Linked DNA regions of Bombyx mori: region 1 is linked to region 2. Evidence: chromatin contacts called from public Hi-C data. All regions are on one chromosome and are shown on one strand. The core of a region is the stretch at or near the end of the contact, and the rest is flanking DNA. Distances in the headings are between cores, read along the strand shown. Region 1 holds the start of LOC101736633 (actin-binding protein WASF2). Region 2 overlaps LOC101736633 (actin-binding protein WASF2).

Evidence for each region. Hi-C and Micro-C count contacts between places; a contact is called where the count stands out from the background.
Region 1: a contact with region 2 is called in a Hi-C map of whole pupa, with 2.0 times the contacts expected there. The contact joins the promoter of LOC101736633 here to the enhancer-like site in region 2. A contact is called at or near these places in 2 of 7 Hi-C or Micro-C datasets (midgut and whole pupa).

Annotation. Positions count from the first base shown.
Region 1 is chr11:11,913,188-11,921,074 of ASM3026992v2, reverse strand. It overlaps LOC101736633 (actin-binding protein WASF2), which reads left to right and starts at 5,424. Exons shown (of 5, transcript XM_062671176.1): 1 at 5,424-5,728.
Region 2 is chr11:11,863,723-11,871,239 of ASM3026992v2, reverse strand. All of the region lies in intron 1 of LOC101736633 (actin-binding protein WASF2), which reads left to right. Among protein-coding and RNA genes, the nearest start is that of LOC101736633, 48 kb to the left of the region's middle. Within about 2 kb of position 5,654, at least 4 of the 8 cell types and tissues checked have open chromatin away from gene starts, as enhancers often do.

The DNA of each region.
Region 1 (7,887 bases), core at 4,175-6,674, 50 kb before region 2:
GGGCGGGGGCGCGACGCGTTCACGGCTTTGCTAATTTTAGCGGCCGCGGGAGCTCGAGACTCCGCGGCACGCTTCTTACCCTTCTGTACCAGGGTGAATCCATCCGTCGATGAGGCGGGGGCGAGGTCGACCTCCATGTCCGAGTCAGAGTCGGAGCACGAGGAGGCGGGTGCAGGCGACCTACGAGCAAGTGTAGGTGTTTTAGAGGGCGCGACGGAGGCCGCGGATGATCGCTCAGCTGAAACGATGGTCACGGCGGACGACGCAGCAGCTTTTCTCGCCAGTATAGGCGACACGGGAGCGGCAGGCACGACAGAGGCTGCGGTGCTCAATGCAGAAGCTCTGCACGCAGGTGCAGGCGACGCAGGAGCAGCGAGCGCGGCGGAGTCCTCGAGAGGGCTCGCAGTGTGATTGGCCTTGAAGGCCAAAAACTCCGAGGCGAGCTGTGGGTGGCGAAGTCGGAGGAATTCCGCGAATACAGCGTCCATGATCGCTGAGTACCCAGGTGGGGCGGCCCCGGGTCTTGAAAACACTCGCCTTGCGGCGAGGCCCCAACTTCTCGGACCTGAGCGGTTCTATTGAACACAGGTGGCAATGCGGCGCGATTACTACAGGACAAAGAAAAAGCACAACAAAACAGAAATTACGAAAAGAAACAAAACAAATAAATACTTGCAGGAAACCACTTTGTCGGCAGATGTACCACGAACACAGAAACAACAAAAGGAAACAAAACAAATAAAAACTTCCAGAAAGAGCACTTAGTCGGCAGATGTACCACAAACACAGGCCGCGCGAACAATGGCCGGGCTAACAAAAGCCGGGCGAACAAAGACCGGGCGATCGAGTGGACGATGAGCACGTCCGCACGTGACGGGTGCCTCTATCGGAATGGCTGCATTATCTATGAGATACACTATATATACGTCCAACATCAAGTGGGCCATGAAATCGTTTGCATCTATGCCATTAACCACTATGCCCTACTTTAATCCCCATTTCCTTAGGTGAGAAGAATTCACAATGCTGCTGAGCCATCCGTGCAAAATAACGTTAAATTAAACGAACAAAATCAAAATGTATGGTGACCATGATATTGCATCATAGAAGAAGGGATAAATTATTGACGACCTTTCCTATTTAATATCAATAAACATAATAGAATAGAGCCACGACGTAGTTTCAGGAGCGCGACTACTCGACAATGACGTGCGTAGGCGTAAAGAACGCGTTTAGGGCGTCTAGACTGACTACATCCTTCTGTATAGAACTAATCACAAAGGGGTCAGGTCAAGTGACGTTAATTCAAAGTTGTCTACATCGCAGATTAGCTTCGATTTATTGTAAGTAGTTTGGGTTTTTGTTTTTTTTTAAATTTGTTTTTTGTCCAATGCACTGTTAATAAGGTTGTCGAATCTATGTGGTTTAAATTAAACCGTCACATTGTTAACAATGGGAGCTATTTGAGTAATGTACTAAGTACACACCCGTGCAAATCTCTGTAGAAAGATGTCCTTACCAATCCTGTTTCTTTCAAGAAATACTTAGTACGGACAGGTTATGTAAATTTCATCTTGTTGTTGCAGACAGATTATCTTGTCTTTAACTTCACGTTATTGGATATAGTTACTAAATAGGTAAGGATATTGCTACGAAGGATAAAATACAAGTATTGCCAGCTCATGTATTCACTGTATTCGATATATAATTTATTTTGATCCGCTAGACGGGTAGAAACTCTTTTCGTTATTATTGTATACACAAGTGAACGATTTCACGGCCCTCCGATTGTTTAGCGGTTACCAAAGGCCATAAATATCACAACGCTAATACCGCCCCATCTACCCTGACACGTCATGATGTCGAATGCTCTATCGTTAAGCAGTTGTCACACTCTTGAAACGGCAATGTTTCGCTTTAGAAGTAAGAAGTAATATGTCCAATTATATACATTTTTTTACCATGGTCTATTTGACAAATGAAGTACAGCAATGCAGTTAGACGAGCTCTGCTATGATCATCGTTTGATGTTGACAAATTATTATAAATTAATATAAAATTAAATCTAAAATATGTATATAAATATTTTTTTATGCAATAAGTCAAGAAATTATGGGCTTATTTATACGAAATGGCTAGTATAGGATTTAGTCTGTAACAATAATGTACATTTAATATTTAATATTGTCTACAGTTATTTTATTAACTGTTATATGATTTATAATATAATAATATACATATAATTTAAATAGTGCCCTTTAAATTTTCTGCCCTTTTAAGTTGATTAGGCTGAAATGTTCTGACATAATAAATCAACTATGTATAAATATTTAAAGCGTTTGGACCACAAGTCTATCTATCATAATTTTTAATACAATAATAAAATTAATTAGAGGGTCATATACACATATTTATGTATATATGACCTTATGTATGTATGTGTATGTATTTTATAAGTCTATATTACACAATAATGTGTAATAAAATAACATAAAACAATATGTTTTATTAGTTAAGATTAATGGGTACACAATACACTTGTTTTTCTTGAAAATCACATCTCGACCTTGCAATCAACCTAATAAATAAAATAAAATCAAATGCTATTTAGCTTTTCGAATAACTTTATAAATCAACCTATTATTATAATCTCCTTGTCTGCGATTCAGACGAGTCGATATCTAGAATGCATTTATTCACAAAAGGTAAAGAGGCCTTCGTCTCACCTCCAGACGATCTGTTGTCCCTCCTCTGTTTGTTCCCAGCTCGCAGTCTAGACTAGACAAACACCTATTACTAACATTTAAACGTCATAGTGCACGATCAAATAAAATTATACAATAGAACACAGACGTTCAACTATCGCCGTTTTTTTTTTGTTACAAGAGATCCGATTATTAAACTATTACTTTACGTCTCTACTAATATTTTAAAGTGAAATTTTGTTTGTTTGGATTTTTGTTACTCAATCACGTGTGGCTGAATGAGCTTAGATGAAATTACGCTCAATAGTTTACCTGGATTAACACTTCCACTGGGGGTAGGGCGTCTTGTGAGCCCGTACGTGTAGTTACCAACACTCAGCCTATTTCTGCAGCGAAACAGTAACGCGTCCCGGCTTGAATTGTAGGGCACCTTTGTGCTACAGAATTGAGACTTAGAACTCAGGTGGGTCTCAAGGTGGATAGTAGCGTTTTTCTTGCTGATGTTTATGGGCTTCAGTAACCACTGAATAGCAGGTGGGACGTTAGCTCGTTTCAAGTTCTAAGCTCGGTATAAGAATTAAAAAAAAAATATATTTTTCAAACCATAAATGACGCCATGTAATTTGCGAATAGTGTTCTTGATCTGATGCTGATATTATTCGTGATATTGGATTAAAGTCATGACGACGTTATTTTTATTTTATTTGGAGGCTATGCTATAGTATCCTTGGTATTTTATAGTGAAAAACAACTTTAATCGTCAAAATTAAGGGTAAAAATGTTTAATATTACGAAATCCAAAGTCCAAGTCGGTAAACCGACGACGTATTTTGTAAAGCGGCGCACGCTTTGTACTCAGAGCTCGTTGCAGACAAGTTAGTGCAAACTGCATCGTCTGAGTTCACCTCTAGACGGCTCCGACCGGCACGCTTCACAGAACTCGAATAGATATCGGTATAGAGAAACAGCTTTCGTTTTAATTCATCTTTAATGATTTTAAATATAGGCATACACTATTATTAACTGATATTTTGAAGGTAATGATCAATCTGAAATAGAGGACAAGTAATAAGTAATCAAAATTTATGATGAAGTACCGCTCTCTATCTGGCTAGTAACAGATATCGATGAAGAGAGTCAATCAATCCACTACATCGTGAGAGTCGCGATCCTCAGCTATGTTGAAACGGTCGAGAAAGAACGATGAAGTAATTATAAGTTTTCACAAATCCGTTATAAAATTATGAACACGAGGACCTGCCGCTTGGTTTTATGAATGGAATCACGTTACATACCAATGCATATCGCACTATGACGGAGGTATGTTATTATTTTTATTTATATCCGCCAAACTAAGGTTTCTTAAAAACCACATAAATATTTTTAGACAGTGACACTTCACCTAATAATGTTTGGATTTCTAATTTTGATAATTAAATCCTACCCACTGGATCTATCTGTATACAAAAATCATATAATTACTATATAAAGCTTCTCTGTTTTAACTGGCATTATAAAAGTAAACAGTAATCGTCAAAAACTTTATGATAAAACTCGTAGTCGTTAAAGAAATCAAAACAAAAGTGAAATGAAATAAACATGTTTTATATCGTTAGGTATCTGAAAGAAATATTCACTCATACGTCGCGAGGCGCACTGTCTGGTCTAGACGAATTGCATTATGGAAATTTATGTACATAGGTACATTGGTGCTAGCCTATGATGTATAAATTACGTTCACAATAAAATTGAATAACGTGTAGTCGTTTTTAAATTGAGTTCGCTCAATACTGAATATTTTGGATTTGTAATTTTTAAATGCACATATTAAAAGTATGATATAACGATGCCTATCACAGTATTTATAATAATGGATTAGGAATAAGTGTAGGTTTCGGAAGACTATATAAACCACAGTGTTCTTAATACAGAGTTAGTACGTTAAATTTGCTGTTGTTCAAGTATTTGGGTTAAGTTCCTTAATCATTATGAAACAAGGCGAGGGGGTCCGACCCCACACGACGCCTGGCGCGTCCTATTTTCTATCGTCTGCCGACTTTACTTCGCGTTTCCATGGAAAATGGAAAATAATTAATCAAAAGGAATGTTAGTTCGGAAAGCTGCGTTTTTCTACTCACTTAGCTTAAATGAATTGACGAAATTCACGGTCAACATGATGTTAAGCAGAGTCAATAATATTTAAAAAACCAATTAGATCGTAAATTATCAACAAACTGTCTTTTCATACCCACGACCAAACCTCTATATTGATTTGTAAATATTGTGGAAATTTAATGGACTAACGTCAGATATGTTAAGAATCATAAAATGCTTGCTGGGGCCTTAATTTGCATTTTTCTTATTAGCGTTGTTGAACAGACGACGTGACGGCCGGCCTGGGGTTTAGTGGATACCAAAGCTCATAGACACCTGAACGTAAACGCAACTAATCATCCTGAGATATTAGACGTAAGCTGCGTTGAGCTAACAGCTATCCAGTATAGCCCGTGATTGTTGTTTGAGACAGGGCGGTGGAACCGGCCAGTGCGGACTCATAAAGTGCCGAACCAAAATATAAAAGACTACGTTAAAGCAAGGTATACTATGTCTCTTGATTGATAAGACATACAAGAAAAACTAAAATAGTTTTATTCGCGTTAAATATTATTAATGTCGTGACGTATTCGTTCACGGAACCCGTAACTTAGATTGCCGTAATCGCTCGCAGACGTCTCCGCACCAACAGTTAGTTATGGAGTGCTCCACTTTAGACCGTTCATCCGTTTTAATTTAACAAAAGTGCCGACCGATAACGCCGCGGAAGACCTCATATCCGTCGCGTCTGTCTCTTGTCATAGCACGTGTATTGTTGAATCAATTTAATATCATTCATATTTACGTAAAGTTAAGGGTTAAAGTGACATTTCAATGAAGGTCGGGAGAATCCTACGAAGGCACTAATGACAATACGAACTACGGATTATCTGTGATAAGTGAACTGAATTTGTAGTAGATTTTGAAAGGTAAAAAATAATTCTCATTTGAATAAGCTAACTTCAAAATATATATTATGAAAGCTGATAGTTTATTCCAATTCGAGATATGTGTGGGTTTATTCATAATGTAACTAATAAATGAGATTTACTTTGTTAACTGTTCGTATAATATCACCCTCATAGTTGTAAGCAAATAACTACTTATGTAAGCTGAATATGGTTTGTGATTGAAGTTTTAGAAGCTTTGTCAACGCTGTAATCCTCTTAAAAGCTTGGAATTTAAAAGGGAAATTTATAATTTTTTTTATTTTTACTTTTCGATAGCTTCGAAAATATTTATATTTTATCATATTTGATGTGCTTAATTTACTTTCTTCGTGTACGACCACGTTTCTAAAATAAGGATAGAGGTGGCTGAAGTTTCGTCATTGATAAGATTGACTTTCTTTTCATTTATAAACTTCACACACCTGTGTATATTAAACGCTTTGGATACGTAATAAAGTAGAATACAGTATGCTCTATTGTACACCAATACAAAATCAACACAAATGACTTTCACGGTGAAGGAATATTTTTTTTTTTTTTTTTTTTTTATAAATAAATAAATATTTACTAACAATCACGCCACGTTAACTGGTCCCGTGCTAAGTTCGTAAAGAACTTGTGTTACAGGTACCAGATAACGGAAATAAATATAAGATTTTTATTATACACATACATATATTTAATATACATCCATAACCCTGGAAAAGACATTTATATTTATCATACAAATATCTTCCCTTGGCGGGATTCGAACCCGCGACCCCCTTGTGTAGTGACCATGTCACTTACCACTACACCAGACGGCCGTTATAAAGATTGCTTATAAAGATCAAACCCGCAAAAAATATGCACATAGTTACTATGCCCCACCATCTTGTAAAAGTTGAGACTTAGAGCTCAAGTCTCAAAGTGAGTGAGTGGTAGCATTAACATGATTCACTTCGAGGTAACGTGGTAACTCTAGTGACCACTTACCACCAGATAGATCGCCCATCTGTTGTAGGAATAAAAAAAAAGCAAAAGATTAAACACAAAAAGAACAAATGGTGGTCTTATCCCTAAGAGCGATCTCTTCGATACAACCGGCAGTTTGACTATAATCATCTAAGGAAAGAAATTAACTATATGAATCATATTACCATTTTATTGCATTACTATTATATTACAGACTACTACAAAAATAATACTTGATGAGATAGACAGTCGTCTAGTTAGCTCTCGTCTTCTCAAGTTCAATGCCGATAAATCTCAGAATACAGAAATTCTGAGCGATAAATATAAAAATCTTAAACAGCAGACAGGACTAACTTAGTCCATGCAACGTAATTGTGAGATTCACGGTGAGATTCCCTTCTGTACCGTACACGGGCTATACCTCCATATCTTATCATGCTGATTTGCCTACATAATTATAATATGTAATTAGAAGTTTCTTAATTCCATAGATGGGCTAACTGCTTTAAAAGCAACCGGGGCCTATGAATGAATGCAGCTACCCGCATAACATAGGGCCAAAGTCTAAGAGTCGTTTCACCTTTCAAACTGGAACAAATGAATTCTTCGGAGCAGAAAGACATGATTAAATAAACTGGCGCCCGCACAAATAGTCATATCTCTGTAATATGTTTACGAGTAAATTGGGCGTTTTATGTACTAGGCAACGATTCAAATTTGTTTATTAACTATCTACTGATAGTATCTTTAGGCTCCGACAGTATCGTGAGGCGAGTGCATATCTGTAGCTACACAAAACAAAATTAAGGCGGCGGCAGTGAGTGATTAGCGTCCCCTTGCACAAGGTGGCTTATGACGTCATTTAATTGCATTCTGTCTGCGCCGACAGATAGTCTGCACAGCCCAGCTTTACGTGCATTATATTCGATAAGCACAATTATCCTATGTATTGCCGCTTTGTCACTCTTATGAAGAAACGTACAAGCGCGAAAAGGAAGGTATATTTGTGTCGTCATAAAGATGGATGCCGGATATTCTGTAGCCGGTCTGTAGTACCGCCCGCCCTTCACGCTGTGTTCACGGTTCACTTGACATACGACCGTTGCGTTCAGTTAGACACAAAACAGTTTTGATTGCACAAAGAATACAACAAAAGTTAACACATCAACAAAAACAATGCTACT
Region 2 (7,517 bases), core at 4,405-6,904:
ACCTCGCGAACGGCATTCAAATTAAGGTTCGAACATCCGACGACCATAGGGCCCTCTCTTCTTACCTCCGTAAGGAGCGTATAAGTTTCCACACATATACGCTCCAGGAGGAGCGCGAACTCCGTGCCGTTATACGTGGCATCCCTAAAGAGTTGGATGCCGAGCTCGTCAAGGCCGACCTTCTCGAACAAGGCCTACCGGTTAACTCCGTACACCGCATGCACACAGGCCGCGGAAGGGAGCCATATAATATGGTTCTCGTCGCCCTCCAGCCTACCCCCGAGGGTAAGCAAATATTCAACATCCGAACGGTCTGTAGCCTTTCCGGAATCGCAGTCGAAACCCCACACAAGAAAGGCACACCTAGCCAGTGCCATAACTGCCAATTATACGGGCATTCTTCCCGTAACTGTCACGCGCGCCCCCGATGCGTCAAGTGCTTAGGCGATCACACCACGGCCCTATGCACTCGCGATCAAAAAACCGCGACAGAACCGCCTAGCTGCGTCCTGTGTCGAACACAGGGTCACCCCGCAAATTACCGCGGATGCCCCCGAGCCCCGAAAATAAATCGCCGCGTCGCCCGCCAAAACCGCCTCCGAGCTTCCGGCCCAGACATCAAAGCCTCGGCACCCTCTGTGTCGCAGGCTAAGCCAGCGTTCGTTCCGGCGCCGGTGCCCAGTGTCTCGGCCTGGGCGAAACCGCTGCCGTACATGAACACGGCTACAACTCCCTCCTCCGCGATTCGTCCCGCCCCCGCGACTCGTCCCTCTCCCGCGACTTGCCCTCCGACCGCGTCCGACAATCTCGCTTTAGCGATCGACTTCTTTCAGTCGATCAACTTTGAGCGCGTTAACGCTTTGGGCGACGCCATTCGCTCTGCCTCCACTGCACAACACTTTATCGCCGTTGTGCAAGAATACGCCGACGTATACGCGTCATTAAATACGTACGTCCTCCCCTCACTCCGCCGGTAATCAATGGCGTATATAAGTAGAATAAAGCCCCTATCCGTAACGATAGGATTTTTTAACGCTTACGGTCTTGCAAATCAGCGTGATCAGGTTTCTGACTTTTTGCGTGACCATCAAATTGATATCTTTTTAGTGCAGGAGACCCTACTTAAGCCCGCGCGCCGTGACCCTAAAATCGCGAACTATAACATGGTCAGGAACGACAGGCTCTCTGCTCGTGGTGGTGGTACCGTCATTTACTATAGAAGAGCCCTGCATTGCGTCCCACTCGATCCTCCCGCGCTCGCTAATATCGAAGCATCAGTGTGCCGAATCTCACTGACGGGACACGCGCCGATCGTTATCGCGTCCGTTTATCTTCCACCGGATAAGATCGTTCTAAGCAGTGATATCGAGGCGCTGCTCGGCATGGGGAGCTCTGTCATTCTGGCGGGCGACCTAAATTGTAAACACATTAGGTGGAACTCACACACCACAACCCCGAATGGCAGGCGGCTTGACGCGTTAGTCGATAATCTCGCCTTCGATATCGTCGCTCCGCTAATCCCGACTCACTACCCGCTAAATATCGCGCATCGCCCGGATATACTCGACATAGCGTTATTAAAAAACGTAACTCTGCGCTTACACTCGATCGAAGTAGTTTCAGAGTTAGATTCAGACCACCGTCCCGTCGTTATGAAGCTCGGTCGCGCTCCCGATTCCGTTCCCGTCACGAGGACTGTGGTGGATTGGCACACGCTGGGCATCAGCCTGGCTGAATCTGATCCACCATCGCTACCGTTTAGCCCGGACTCTACCCCGTCTCCTCAGGATACCGCTGAAGCCATAGACATCTTAACGTCACACATCACCTCGACATTAGATAGGTCATCGAAACAAGTTGTAGCGGAGGACTTCCTTCACCGCTTCAAATTGTCCGACGATATTAGGGAACTCCTTAGAGCTAAGAACGCCTCGATACGCGCCTACGACAGGTATCCTACCGCGGAAAATCGTATTCGAATGCGTGCCCTACAACGCGACGTAAAGTCTCGCATCGCCGAAGTCCGAGATGCCAGATGGTCTGATTTCTTAGAAGGACTCGCGCCCTCCCAAAGGTCTTACTACCGCTTAGCTCGTACTCTCAAATCGGATACGGTAGTAACTATGCCCCCCCTCGTAGGCCCCTCAGGCCGACTCACGGCGTTCGATGATGACGAAAAAGCAGAGCTGCTGGCCGATACATTGCAAACCCAGTGCACGCCCAGCACTCAATCCGTGGACCCTGTGCATGTAGAATTAGTAGACAGTGAGGTAGAACGCAGAGCCTCCTTGCCACCCTCTGATGTGTTACCACCCGTCACCCCGATGGAAGTTAAAGACTTGATCAAAGACCTACGTCCTCGCAAGGCTCCCGGTTCCGACGGTATATCCAACCGCGTTATTAAACTTCTACCCGTCCAACTCATCGTGATGTTGGCATCTATTTTCAATGCCGCTATGGCGAACTGTATCTTTCCCGCGGTGTGGAAAGAAGCGGACGTTATCGGCATACATAAACCCGGTAAACCAAAAAATCATCCGACGAGCTACCGCCCGATTAGCCTCCTCATGTCTCTAGGCAAACTGTATGAGCGTCTGCTCTACAAACGCCTCAGAGACTTCGTCTCATCCAAGGGCATTCTCATCGATGAACAATTCGGATTCCGTACAAATCACTCATGCGTTCAACAGGTGCACCGCCTCACGGAGCACATTCTTGTGGGGCTTAATCGACCAAAACCGTTATACACGGGAGCTCTCTTCTTCGACGTCGCAAAAGCGTTCGACAAAGTCTGGCACAACGGTTTGATTTTCAAACTATTCAACATGGGTGTGCCGGATAGTCTCGTGCTCATCATACGGGACTTCTTGTCGAGCCGCTCTTTTCGATATCGAGTCGAGGGAACCCGCTCCTCCCCACGACCTCTCACAGCTGGAGTCCCGCAAGGCTCTGTCCTCTCACCCCTCCTATTTAGCTTATTCGTTAACGATATTCCCCGGTCGCCGCCGACCCATTTAGCTTTATTCGCCGACGACACGACTGTTTACTATTCCAGTAGAAACAAGTCCCTAATCGCGAAGAAGCTTCAGAGCGCAGCCCTAGCCCTAGGACAGTGGTTCCGAAAATGGCGCATAGACATCAACCCAGCGAAAAGTACTGCGGTGCTCTTTCAGAGGGGAAGCTCCACACGGATTTCCTCCCGTATTAGGAGGAGGAATCTCACACCCCCGATTACTCTCTTTAGTCAATCCATACCCTGGGCCAGGAAGGTCAAGTACCTGGGCGTTACCCTGGATGCATCGATGACATTCCGCCCGCATATAAAATCAGTCCGTGACCGTGCCGCGTTTATTCTCGGTAGACTCTACCCCATGATTTGTAAGCGGAGTAAAATGTCCCTTCGGAACAAGGTGACACTTTACAAAACTTGCATAAGGCCCGTCATGACTTACGCGAGTGTGGTGTTCGCTCACGCGGCCCGCACGCACATAGACACCCTTCAATCTCTACAATCCCGCTTTTGCAGGTTAGCCGTCGGAGCTCCGTGGTTCGTGAGGAACGTTGACCTACACGACGACCTGGGCCTCGAATCTATACAGAAATACATGAAGTCAGCGTCGGAACGGTACTTCGATAAGGCTATGCGTCATGATAATCGCCTTATCGTAGCCGCCGCTGACTACTCCCCGAATCCTGATCATGCAGGAGCCAGTCACCGTCGACGCCCTAGACACGTCCTTACGGATCCATCAGATCCAATAACCTTCGCACTAGACGCCTTCAGCTCTAGGAGCAGGCTTAGGGACCTCGGTAACCGTACTCGTCGAACTCGACAAAGAGTTCGCCGTGCAACCTAACCCATGAATCAGCTCGCTGAGTTTCTCGCCGGATCTTCTCAGCGGGTCGCGATTCCGATCCGGTAGTAGATTCATTCGCGAAGCAGCTGCTCTTGAGCTGTTAGGTCTCCTTCGGAGGCGCTCGGGTAGCTGTTAGCAAATCCCACCCCTCCTGGCTGAGCCTTTGCTCGCCCACCTGTCCTGGTGAAATTGGAAAGGCCTCCGGGCCACCAGTAATCCTTCAATCATAAAAAAAAAAAAAAAAAAAAAAAACAAAGTTCAACAGTATGCAGTGTTATTTTAATTGAATAAAATTTTATTGTTCAGTCTAAAGAATAGTTGTTTAATACAAAATTATTTGTCGTAATCTTCATTGTGAAAAAACATATGAAAAACATATAATGAAATTTTAAGAGGTTGTTGCACTTTGGAATCAACTTTTAAATATGTGTTTTGTAAGTCTGTGTTTTCCGGTCTTTGTCTTCGACCTGCAAGACGCGGTCAAATGTCTCCGGAATCATCGTTAAAATATCTTTACAGTTGAGTTTGTACAATAATATATTCTGCATTAATATTTTTATAAAATCAAATTAAACTTCTTTCAATCAAGAAATTAAAATTAGACTTGATATAATAAATCTCTATTGCTAGATTATGAGCTAATCGTCATGATGGATATCTGAAGTCGGATAGTGCCCACGTTACACTCTGTCGACTAATTGGGAAGCTTCCTTAGAGCTTTGAGCATAAATACGGTCATTTTGTTTGTTAAAATATTGCTCAATTGATAATTGCTTTCGGACAAGATTTCTTCGAATTCTTTCCCTTACTGCTTTGACCACCTTTTTCGTACGAACGCTACGTGGACGGCCAGATGTTTTTCTGTCACAAACAGAGGAGGTCTCATTGCACCTATTAATAGCCCGGTACACAAACATTTTACTAATACCAAGCGTATAGAGAGTTTTAAAAATTGAATTTGGCTCCATACCTACTTTGTGTAATGCAATCACAGCGATTCGGTTCTCTTTATCACCCCACTCCATTTTAATATCGCAAAATATTGTACAATGTATTGGCACCAAAATGAGAAAACTCAATGAGCAATCATATAAAAATGACAGATTCCAAATTCAAATGTAATATTTTATTTATTTTTAATTGTAACAGTATTTATGGCCAGACTAAGTATAAAGCGATAAATTAATTAAAGGTCTTAATTACGTTTAGTTTGATAGGTTTGTCTTGATTGGAAATTTAACTCTACCGAGTAATTTCACCCGCTCGGTAGAGCGACGGTCCGAATATGTCGTTAGGGCCACGCGTCCAGGCGTATGTCAAATATGTTCTGTTCTATGATAGCTAACGCTGCATAATTAGGTGCCAGGCTATTGTGGGCAGTTGAGAAACAATCTGCATTCAAAGTGTATTTATTGTCTATTTCCTCCGCTTAACATCACCGCCATCTTCAATTATCAAAATGAAAATTTACGAATTTACGAATCTACGAGGCTTTACTAAAAAGTACAAATTTCAAAATATATCCATATATCTTAGTATATTTTTGTTAAATCTAAAATTCAACATCCATAAATAAAAAGTGAAAAATATATTCATTACGCACATATGTACGTACATTTAAAAAGAATTTTCAGAAATTCGAACGTTTGAATTTGAATAATGTTAAAGAGAAGTCTACGGTTTTAATATAAACCTGTAATCTTTGTAGACAAGATAGAATAACAACTACATAGATATGTAATAAGCTGGATGCTTGCGGGGTCACGTCACAAAGTAAGCGGAGCGCGTCTAGACAGGCCGCAGACGAATTTTTAATAGCTGACTGGTACACGACCGCGGCAGCTATCTGTGTGTCTACGTAATATTATAAGGAAATCTTCCATTGAAATTCTGAAAATATCAACGTTAACTTAACACAGAGTTTGGTACATACGTCCGTAAACGCAATTAGTTTTCAACGTGATGAACTGCAGTTCAATGGCGACCAATTTTTTTTTTCATGATTTTTATTTTAAGAATGCTTTTATATTCAATATTTTTGTTAGTTTCCTTAATTAATTAATTAATTAATTACTGCCAAATGGAAGTCTCGAAATTTGAATTTTAACGATAAAATTGTAAGTACTTTTTTTGTCGTTTTTATTTACAACTAACACCATCAGGAATACAGTTTCTGTAATGGACTGTTAATTTCTATCTTTTATCAGACACTACATAAATTCGTATTCCGTATCTAGTTACACCGTGGTATGTGAAAAATGTAGGCCTTCACGACGATCCATGTTGAACCCATCCATAAGTCGATGAAGGCAACTCAGGAGCGCTTCTGTATGACAGCATTGCAAAAGAAAGCTTCCTCAATCGCAGCCACCGCTAACTACAACCTTGACTCGGCTCATGCAGCCACAAACCACCGTCTTCATTCTAACCAAGTCCCTATAGATCCATCTTATCCTCTCTCGGTGTTTTTCCATCATCACCATCATAAGCCCACTGCTGTCCACTGCTGGACATAGATAGGTCTCTCCCCATCCACACCACTGAGCCCGGTCTTTGACTCTACCCATCCAGCTCTTGCCAACCATCCTTCGAAGATCATCGCACCACCTAGCCGGCGGCGTCCCATGCTACGTTTGCCACTGCGTGGTCTCCACTCAAGAACCCGTTTACCACAGCGATCGTCGGTTCTACGGTAGATATGGCCAGCCCACTGTCACTTCAGTTTGTCGACTCTCGGACTTTAATTCTCTGTTGAGTAATTAAACAATTATTTACCTACCTTACATACATACTACCTACATGCTATAATTCAATTTCTGTCAATTTATGATCAAATTGGTAAGTGTAAGCTATTTCGCGTTGACGTCTCTATGAATGCATTGGAATACAGACTTAACGGGTATCGACAGCATGCACGTGATAGACATCTAGCGCCCGTTTTTTGTTACGACTAAATACATAGTTGTGATAGCATTTACACGGCAATTAGGGTGTGAATTTTTATAGACGAAAAAAGATATTTAAAATGTTCGAACGTCAAGACGCCTTTCTATTCACCGGAATAAATCCGTCTCTGAATTATTCTCAAGTGAATAACGATCGCGTAATTGGTGAAAATGGTGCAATAATTTTGTTCTATAATGATTAGTAATTTTAACAATTTTCTATTGTATTTTTAAGCTCAGTAAAATATAACTGGGTATTTTATCATTTAATAATGTTCGGTTCATTTAATTCTCAGACTTATAAACGAAGTACAGAAAACGACCTCTTGTCTGTTTAAAGAACTTCAACAAACAATGAAACGTGTTTGTGACCGGTATATGCATGTTGTTTGGAGGTGAATTGAACACAAAGATTGCATTCTGAAACTTATGACATGACTCGCTCATGCAAAACGATGATTCTTTTACGAAAACCGAGCTCACTCCCTATTTTGTATTGACTGTCCATTGGTACCACCGTTGTAAATGCCACCACTCAGTAGCATATCGAAGTCTTAAATGGTTGGTAACACAAATTTCATAACCTCTAAATCTCAACAAACCGTTCCATCTTAACAGAAATGGGCTAGACAGTGAGCAGTATCAAGTTGTGTGGAGTTACTATCTGCGCCACCACCAGTATTCAAGAAAGTAATTAATTTGCCGAGATGCCTCA